Linked DNA regions of Mus musculus: region 2 is linked to region 1. The links are chromatin contacts, called in public Hi-C maps. All regions are on one chromosome and are shown on one strand. Each heading gives the region's core, a stretch centred on a gene start, on an enhancer-like site or on the middle of the called end of the contact. The rest is flanking DNA. Distances are from core to core; before and after follow the strand shown.

Region 1 (4,737 bases), core at 1,353-3,852:
AACCACCGTTCTGGGCCAGGTCCTCCATGCTGAGTAGTGGAGGACCAGCCAACCCACCGCATGCTCTCCTTAGAAGTCTGACAGTGAGATGCACAGGAAAAGAACAACACTTCTGAGGTGATGAGGGGCCTTCAGGGCTGCTGTACTACCCCATTTCTCGCTACCACTGAATACTGGGAGGAAGTGTAGCCTACTTTGTGGCTACTGCAATGGCTTAACCCACCCCCTGTTCCCTGCAGCATCCTTAAAGCCAACCTCCATCGGAAGCTGCCAGAATTAGCAAGTTAAAATACAGGATGCCAATTCATTTGGATACCAGGTAAATTATGGTTAGTTTTGTATGTTTCACATGTTACACATGACAAGCTTACACTAAAAATTATTTCACGTTTAGCTGAACTTCAGACTTCACTTCGTGATCTAGATTTTATTGGCATTGTTACCACCGTTCCATGATCAGGAGGAGCCACAGGTATATGCAGAGTGTCATAGTTAGACACTATTACTATGATAAAATACCATGACCAAAGCCAGTTGGGAAGGAAAGGGTTTATCTGGCTTAGGCTTCCATGTTAACAATTCATCACTGAGGAAAGTCAGGGCAGGAAACTGGAGGCAAGAGCTGAGGCAGAAGGCAAGTGTCTTAGTCAGGGTTTCTATTCCTGCACAAACATCATGACCAAGAAGCAAGTTGGGGACGAAAGGGTTTATTCGGCTTACACTTCCATACTGCTGTTATCACCAAGAAAGTCAGGACTGGAACTCAAGCATGTCAGAAAGCAGGAGCCAATGCAGAGGCCATGGAGGGATGTTCTTTACTGGCTTGCTTCCCCTGGCTTGCTCAGCTTGCTTTCTTATAGAACCCAAGACTACCAGCCCAGGGCAGGTCCCACCCACAAGGGGCCTTTCCCCCTTGATCACTAATTGAGAAAATGCCTTACAGTTGCATCTCATGGAGGCATTTCCTCAACTGAAGCTCCTTTCTCTGTGATAACCCCAGCTGTGTCAAGTTGACACAAAACTAGCCAGTACACCAAGCAAAGGTATTACTTACCGGATTGCTCAGCAAGCTTTCTTATAGAACCTAGGACCACCAGCCCAGGGATGGCACCACCCACAATGAGCTGGGCCTTCCCACACCAATCAATTAAGAAATTGCCCTACAGGCTTGCCTAAAGCCTTGTCTTCTGGAGGTGTTTTCTGAATTTAGGTTCCCTCCTCTCTGATAACCCTACCTTGTGTTGAGTTGACGTAACGCTAGTGAGTACACAGAGATAGTCAGCATATGTTGGAGTTCAGAAGTGTAGTTACAGCAGTATCAATAGCTAAGAGAGTCCATGCAAGTCAGACCTGATGCTAGCTCCATTTTCAACAGCGACTGAGGCATCACCAAAGCCTCTCTCCTTGATAACCTCCCCAGGTTGACTTCCATTTCCAGAGTGTGGACAGCTCTTGGCCCACTATTCCTTAATTCTAACTGGTTATCATAAACAACAAGCCTTAAAAGAAAGAACAGAACGTCAAACCGAGTACTGCTCTGGCGGCCTGTAATTGGTATGTATGTTCCTTAGAGTCTTGGTTGTGCCCACAGGAATCAAAACATCAACCCCTCAACCAGTGTGTAGGCACCCAACACGACCTGTATGCTTGTTTCTCCCCACCGAATTCCTGCTTGATAGTGCTCCACACAGGCCCGTCCATCAAGGAACTCAAGTTGGATGAGAAACACAAGAGTCATAAGCAAACAGACATCCAGAGTGACAAGCCTGGAGCTGGTGCAGAGAACACTTCTAGCCAAGTGCCTGCCTCTTGACAGCTGCTCACAGAGACCTAGTGTTTCTCTCTCCCCAATGTCTCAACCTATTTTCCTTCTCTCACTTAAGGTCTACTATGATCTTCAGGCCCACAGAGAAGCCCCCCTGCCAGGTCTCCCCAACATTTTGGACTACTCCTTCAGTTTTCCATTCTCTATCCCCAGCCCCACTGGCCTGCCAAAACTTCCTAGTACTTCCAGTTAGGCATCCTTGATGCTGACCTCCCACCCTGATGGCTGGCTGTGACCCAATTCCATCAATCTGTCTTCCAGAGCCCAGCCATCCACAGGAGACCTGTCCCAGTCTTTCATTTAACCAAAAGATATATGCCTGTGTCATATAAAGGTTTCCGTTTTTAGGAAGCCAGTATGCATGCAGGTAATCACACTGGGTGACAGGCAGAGCATTGATGTTAAAGATTTATAGCAGTGTCAGACAGGGAAATAACGAATGATGCAGCTTTTCCAAAACCAGGAAGTAGGTTGGTTCGTACAGCTACCCCCTTTTAATTCTACCTCAGCTTCCTAGTTTCTGGGTTGGCTCAAACAATGTCCAAACCGGCGGCTGCAGCACCAGCAGCTTGCAAGTAGGAATGTCAGTACAGATCTATTTCTGAGGCGAGCTCAGCAACAGGCGGAGTTGGAAGTGTGAGAAACACAACTGAGGCTCATGGCTGCACATGAGGGGGGAGGGGAAGAAACACGGGGCTCCTCCAGAGGCACCAGTGCCCTCCTCCTCCCAACCACAGCTTATTACAAACGAGTCTCTATTCCAGCTCCTAACATGACACGCCAAGCTGCAAAAGAGGCAAATCATTGTGGGACTTGACCGTGTTTGCTTTTAGTAGCCAGTACCGTCCGTGCCAAACTTCCCGTCTTCTCGCCAAGTACAGAATTACAACACAGAGGAAACTGTCTTTGCTGGGTGATGGACTTGCAGAGTCTCTACCAGTGATCTAGATTGCACTGTTCACTGAAAAGCTCAATATGGAAGAGACAGGAGAGCTGATGTTACTCTGAGGGTTACACACTCCTCAATATGTACCAGGCACCATGGAGGAAGATTTAGGCAGTTGTTTTTTCTAAACTAAACCACCCAAAAGACTCTCCACCAATAGCTAGGACCTTGCATCAGTTGGTAAGGCTTCAATGACCAACTTACTGAGTTAGCATTTATAATGCTAGGGAGTCTGTTTTGTGGATGTGGGTTCTTCATCCTGCCTGACCAATGCATGACAACCGATCCTGTCCAGGACAAGGCTAGAGAAACTCCATCTGCTCCCTCTCGCCATCACTGTTGACTTTGGCTAGTCTTTAAGATGGCAAAAACAAGAGCCCCTTCTACCCCGCAGTAGAATCTGAGATACGTGAAGGAAACTGGCCATTCCTCCCAACAATGAGCAAAGAGGTCATGGTGAGACTTAGCTTTGAGACTCAGCACAGAGACAGCCAATTCTCCCTTTCCTTGAGGTCTGCTCTGGGGTGTTTGTCTGCGATAGCCTTTTGAGATGCTTTGCAGCATGTGACTTTTAATTTCCCTTTCTTTTCAAATTATAGTGTTGGTTTACCTTTTCTTATGATAATGATCATTTCCAACTTCCTTTTCTTACTAATATATGTTAGCAACATTCACTGTAAACTATTTTTAGGATCATAACTTATTTGTTTTCATTGGCCATCATTCTTTATTGATTCCTAACTACCTCATCCTCTTCTTCTTCTTCTTCTCCTCCTCCTCCTCCTTCTTCTGTTCCTACTCCTTCTCTTTTTTCTTCCTCTCCCTTCTTTCTCTCCTCTGTCTTTCTCTCCTACATCTCTCTCTGTATGTATGTGTGTATGAGACAGACAGGCAGACAGACAGACAGAGAATATGTACATGTGTAAGTGCACCCCTATATGCTCATGTGCAGAAATAAGAGTCAGGTATTGGATGTCCTGCTTTGTCACTCTTCAAGTGATTCCTTTGAGACTAGGACTCTCACTGAACTTGAAGCTAGGCATGCAGCCAGCAATTCCTGTGATCCTTCTGTCTCTGCCCACCCAAAGCACTGAGATTCCGAGCTTGAGCACAAGTCTAGCATTCTATATGAGTGCTGAGTCCCAAACCCACGCTTACATGGCAAGCGTTCTTACCCACTGATCTCCCTATCTGCTAAGACAACCTGGAGGGGGACAAGGAGAAGGCCTACCTGCACCTGACAAAATTTTCAGCATGAAAGGGAGGTGATATCTAAAGGCCTACAGATTTAGAAGATTTTCAGGTTGACAAAAGACATGAATTTTTAAATTTAAGATTGAGACCAAGAAGAGATGGTCATCAAATAAAAGATATAAATTCTCTGATTTAATAACCACATCACGGGACACACATGAATCCAGCTTTCTACTTCCATACATGACAATTACATTCCAAAGACCAATGAGATACACACACACACACACACACACACACACACACACACACACACACACACAATCTTAATAGCAACCAGAGAGAAAAGACTGGCTATCCAAAAAAGAAACAGTTGTTAAATGTTTGGTCTGCTTCTTACCAAAAATAATCAAAGCCAGATGATAACAGCAAAAGGCCTTTATAATGCTAAGAGCAAAGAGGGATTCTAACTATCCCAAATAACGAGGGCATAACTAAGGTAAATCCACACAAGGGTCAGGCACCATCACAATGTAACTTCTAACCCTGAAGAAACAAACAAACAAACAAACAAACAAACAAAATTACTAGACTCTGCAGAACAATGGTGAGAAAGACCACCATTGGCTACTCAGCAGCCAACTGACAACCAGACTGTCCATCAGAGAGGATGAAGAGAGTCTATACTCCACCCAATCTCCTCACTGCAGCCTGTTCCCTCAGTTACATCAGTTTTCCTCCCATTGGTCAACATGATTGAATGTAGGAAGAT
Region 2 (4,553 bases), core at 1,590-4,089, 180 kb before region 1:
CACGTTTCAAGATGCGGAAAAAACAAACAAACAAACAAAAAACAAAAAACAAAAACAAAACCCTGTAGACAAATTTGAGGGTTAGTGGTAGACCAATACGGGACAATATCCAAATTATGTTTACATTTTAGGAGGAACTCGTATTCAAACTGAAAAGAGTGGGTAGGAAGAGTCTGGGAACAGTGAGGATAAAGACAATGTTGCCTACCCAGCTGGAAGGACGGGACACACTTGGGATGATCAAACCATGCAGTTAAGGCCATTTACATCATCACACGACCAACTCAGACCACAAAATTGATCATGGAGACTAATGGCCCTGACCTCCTTTTTAATGAGAAAGGGGCTAGAGAAGCCACCGTACTGGAAGATGTCAGCTCATCCTTACACTCACCTCCCAGATCTTCCTGAAGGCTAGAGTGAAAACAGGGAGCTGAAAACATAGGGTATTGTAGTGGCTATTCCTGGTTGTCAACTTGACTATATTTGGAATGAACTACAATCCAGAATTGGAAGGCTCACCAGTGACCCTAATCTGGAGGCTTGGAGATAGAAATTTCTGATCTGGATCTTGGTATGGAGATCTTGAGTCATAGTGGCTATGGATTCCAGAAGATTAAATCTCTGAGTTTAAGGAACACACCTTTAATCTGGGCTACACCTTCTGCTGGAGACAATATAAGGACATTGAAAGAAGGGGGTCTAGCTCTTGCTCCTTCGCCTGCTTGCTACGTGAGACTGAGTAACTGCTAGATCCTTGGACTTCCATTCACAGCTGCGACTGAACCATTGTTGGGAATTGGGCTGCCGACCGTAAGTCATCAATAAATTCTCTTACTATATAGAGACTATCCATAAGTTCTGTGACTCTAGAGAACCCTGACTAATACAGGTATTGCTAAGGCTCATTCCCCACACAAACCTAGAACAATTTCATCCGTGCCTTTTCCAGCTGATTCAGCTTCAGTGAGAATCCTTAGCCAAGAATGGGAGAAAAAAAGATAAGCCCGGGAAAAGAAGAAAAATTGTCAATGTTGATTAGAGGAAGGAGGTGGGGGTCCCAGATGTCATCCCAAGTGACCTGAAAAAAAAATTGGACAAACTCAAATGTAATGGGAGCCAGGAACAGTCTGTGCTTGACAACCCACAATAGGAAAGGATCACACTGTGTCCTTGGCTGCAGAGGGACAGCTCCAGGGTATGGGACAGACTTTTTCCAAGTGCCACTGGGTGCCAGCTCCAGCCTCTCAATAGACTGCTCACTGTGGGTGGTGGTTAGGGTGAGGGGACATTTTCCAGCAGTTCCCTCTTTAGAGGAAGAAGCCTAAAGAAAGAAAGGCACACAGACACATAGACACACAGACACATAGACACACAGACACATAGACATACAGACACACAGACATACAGGCACACAGACACACAGACATACAGACATACAGACACATAGACATACAGACACACAGACACATAGACATACAGGCACACAGTCACACAGTCACACAGACACACAGACACACAGGCACACAGACACACAGACATACAGACACATAGATACAGACACACAGACATACAGACACACAGACATACAGGCACACAGTCACACAGACACACAGACACACAGACACACAGACATACAGACATACAGACATACAGACATACAGACATACAGACATACAGACATACAGACATACAGACATACAGACACATAGACATACAGACACACAGACACACAGACATACAGACACACAGACATACAGACACACAGACATACAGGCACACAGTCACACAGACACACAGACACACAGACACACAGACATACAGACACATAGACATACAGACACACAGACATACAGACACACAGACATACAGGCACACAGTCACACAGACATAGGCACACAGACACATAGACATACAGGCACACAGACACATAGACATACAGACACACAGACACACAGACACACAGACATACAGACACACAGACACATAGACATACAGACACAAAGACACAGAGACACAGACACATAGGCACACAGACACACAGACAATCAAGGATCTGGTACACAAGTCTCTCAGATGGAAAAGGCACAGGACCACAGTAGCTCTGCAGGTTTATTATATAAGTTGAACAGGGGGTGGGGATATTAAGACAGATACTAGGAGGCAGGATTTATGCATATAGCTGCATCAAGGACAGGTTCAACTATTTTCAGTATGCTCAGTCGCTGTAGGGGAGCAGTCTTAAGACTGTAACTATTCAAAGGAGAGAGCTAAGGTGGGCAGTGTATGCACACACTGTCAACACTTGCACACAGAAGACTTTGTCACCCTCCGAGCTTCAGTCCCCTGATGTGGGAGGGGACTTTGTCATTCTGCCATGGGTTTGAGGGTATGGTCCTTGCCTTAGTGGGCTCATGTCACCTCCTCACGTTCACGAGGACTCTGCACTCGTGCCTTCCTCTGCTTCCCACCATTTTGCTCGCTGCCTCACACCACAGCTGACATCCTGGGGTCCTGTCTGAGAGCAGCACTAAGAATCTGCTTTCAGCTACACTGGATGCTTAGTGACGGGCAAGAGCTGCTCCTCTGCCAGTTCAGAACATTTCTGTGGCCTCTCTTACATTTATGTTTATTCTCTTCTTCCTTGGCCACATTCAAAGGCCACCTGGTTTCCCCAGCATCCGTTGAAGCACCTCCTCTCCAGTTACATCTTTAAAGTCAGCCTGAGAGAAAGGGGAAAGCAGGAGGGAGATTTTTTTTTACCTCCATAGCTATAGTTGCTCTCTGTAGCAGACTATCAGGAAGCCAGATATGTACAACTTAAAGCTTAACCACTACAGCACATTCTACCCAAGAGCCATCTAAACACAAAGACTGAAGTAGACCCTGCTCTGCTGCAAGGTGACTCATCCTGAATGATAAATATAGACTGTCTCCCACACACAAAAGCAGATGTGTCGGGCGTGTCACCTATAGACGGAGCTTTGCAAAAGCTTCAGAGTAGCAGAGATTTGCTTCCTAAAATAATGCTTCCTATTTGTGTGACGTTTTCTTCCTGACTGTCTGTGACTTGGTCTGAGGATGGGGGTGGGGAACTCCCACCAAAGTAATGTGGGGCTCAGCTAGAAGATAATGGTCTACCAAGCATATGGCCAGAGACAACCATGTGCTGTGGCTCAGACCAGACTGTCCCAGCCTACCCCAAGAACAGCAGGAGATTCTAGGCAGCTTTGACTGAACAATGGGGACTCAGAGCAACCAAGTCTGTCCTCAGATCTCTGAGAATTCTGATGCAGGCACTCTCTGCCAGGTATGCACCATAAGATCCCATCAGGTATTTCAGTAGCTTGTCCAAACTAGGAAGCCAATGTGCCTTGTAAATTTCTACTTCAAAAGCTGCAAGATGGTTTGCTCAGTCATGCTTGCACTTCACCGTACGTAGCTTTGGCTCCACTTTTTTTCTTTTATGATATCAATAGATGTACATGGGTTTATTTGTAAATGATATATGCACATATATGTATATATAATATACAATGTGTATATTATATAAATGTGTATATTATAAACACAATATACTATATAATAATATATATTATTATATGTGTATAATATATATGCATATATAATATATGTATATACATATATGTATACATGCATATATTATTATATGTATATATATATGTGTATATATATGTATATACATACATATAATAATAAACAGAGCCCAGGATATTTAAATAAATAGGATAAAATGAAACGAACATCTTTAAAGTTTTACTAATCATATAGGCTTTATATATTAATAGACCTATATATCAAGGAAATTATATTAGGACAAGAATCATTGTTAACTAAAGTAAGGATCAATCTGTTATTTCAAATAGGTTTTCTGATGTTTTCACTAGTTTTGTAGATGGTTGTAAGTTGTCATTCTTTTTACCAACTCGGAGAACAACTCTCACTTGGAGACAAACTTGCAGATCAACTGCTTTCTTGTATTTCTCAAATACCTGGCCTGTTTATTTTATCTTCAGTGTAAATTTGCATCACAAGAATATTCTTAACAGACCTTTCTCTTTTGTAAAGACTTGTAAAGATTGAGTTATCATTCATCTCATTTAATCACACACATGTTATACTAAGTAGGCAGCAATATATATGATTCTTAGAGAACCTTTTGCTTATTTACTTAAGGGTGGTAGGAATTGAACCTAGAGCCATAGACTTGCTAGGCAAGCACTCTATCACAGAGCCAACCCTCGGTCCATAGCAGTATTTGACAGCAGAGGCCAAGAGAGTTCAGGGGAGTCCAGCTCCCCATTCCCCCTGTACATCAGCCAGACTGGTGGAAGAGTTCACATCAGTCAGGCTTGACCTCAGTCATTGCTGAACTCATGCAATGAGTTCAGACTTCAGTACAGAAACAAACAAACAAACAAAACTTTTTTCATTCCGTATATTCTCATCATGCTTTCCCCTCCCCCAACTTCTTCCAAATCCCCCCCAACCTCCTTATCCACCCAACACCATGTCCTCCACCCACACTCTTA

Evidence for each region. A called contact is a pair of places that touch in the nucleus more often than the background predicts.
Region 2: a contact with region 1 is called in a Hi-C map of cerebral cortex, with 2.3 times the contacts expected there. The contact joins two enhancer-like sites. A contact is called at or near these places in 2 of 484 Hi-C or Micro-C datasets (the C2C12 cell line and cerebral cortex) and 1 of 115 datasets of contacts at active chromatin or transcription factors (neural progenitor cells).

What each region holds. Positions count from the first base shown.
Region 1 is chr15:93,830,461-93,835,197 of GRCm38.p6, reverse strand. No RefSeq gene overlaps it. Among named protein-coding and RNA genes, the nearest start is that of 9430014N10Rik, 94 kb to the left of the region's middle. Within about 2 kb of position 2,602, at least 39 of the 459 cell types and tissues checked have an H3K27ac peak or open chromatin away from gene starts, as enhancers often do. A contact at or near this core is called in cerebral cortex, where this site is marked.
Region 2 is chr15:94,010,052-94,014,604 of GRCm38.p6, reverse strand. No RefSeq gene overlaps it. Among named protein-coding and RNA genes, the nearest start is that of Gm30609, 49 kb to the right of the region's middle. Within about 2 kb of position 2,839, at least 36 of the 459 cell types and tissues checked have an H3K27ac peak or open chromatin away from gene starts, as enhancers often do. A contact at or near this core is called in cerebral cortex, where this site is marked.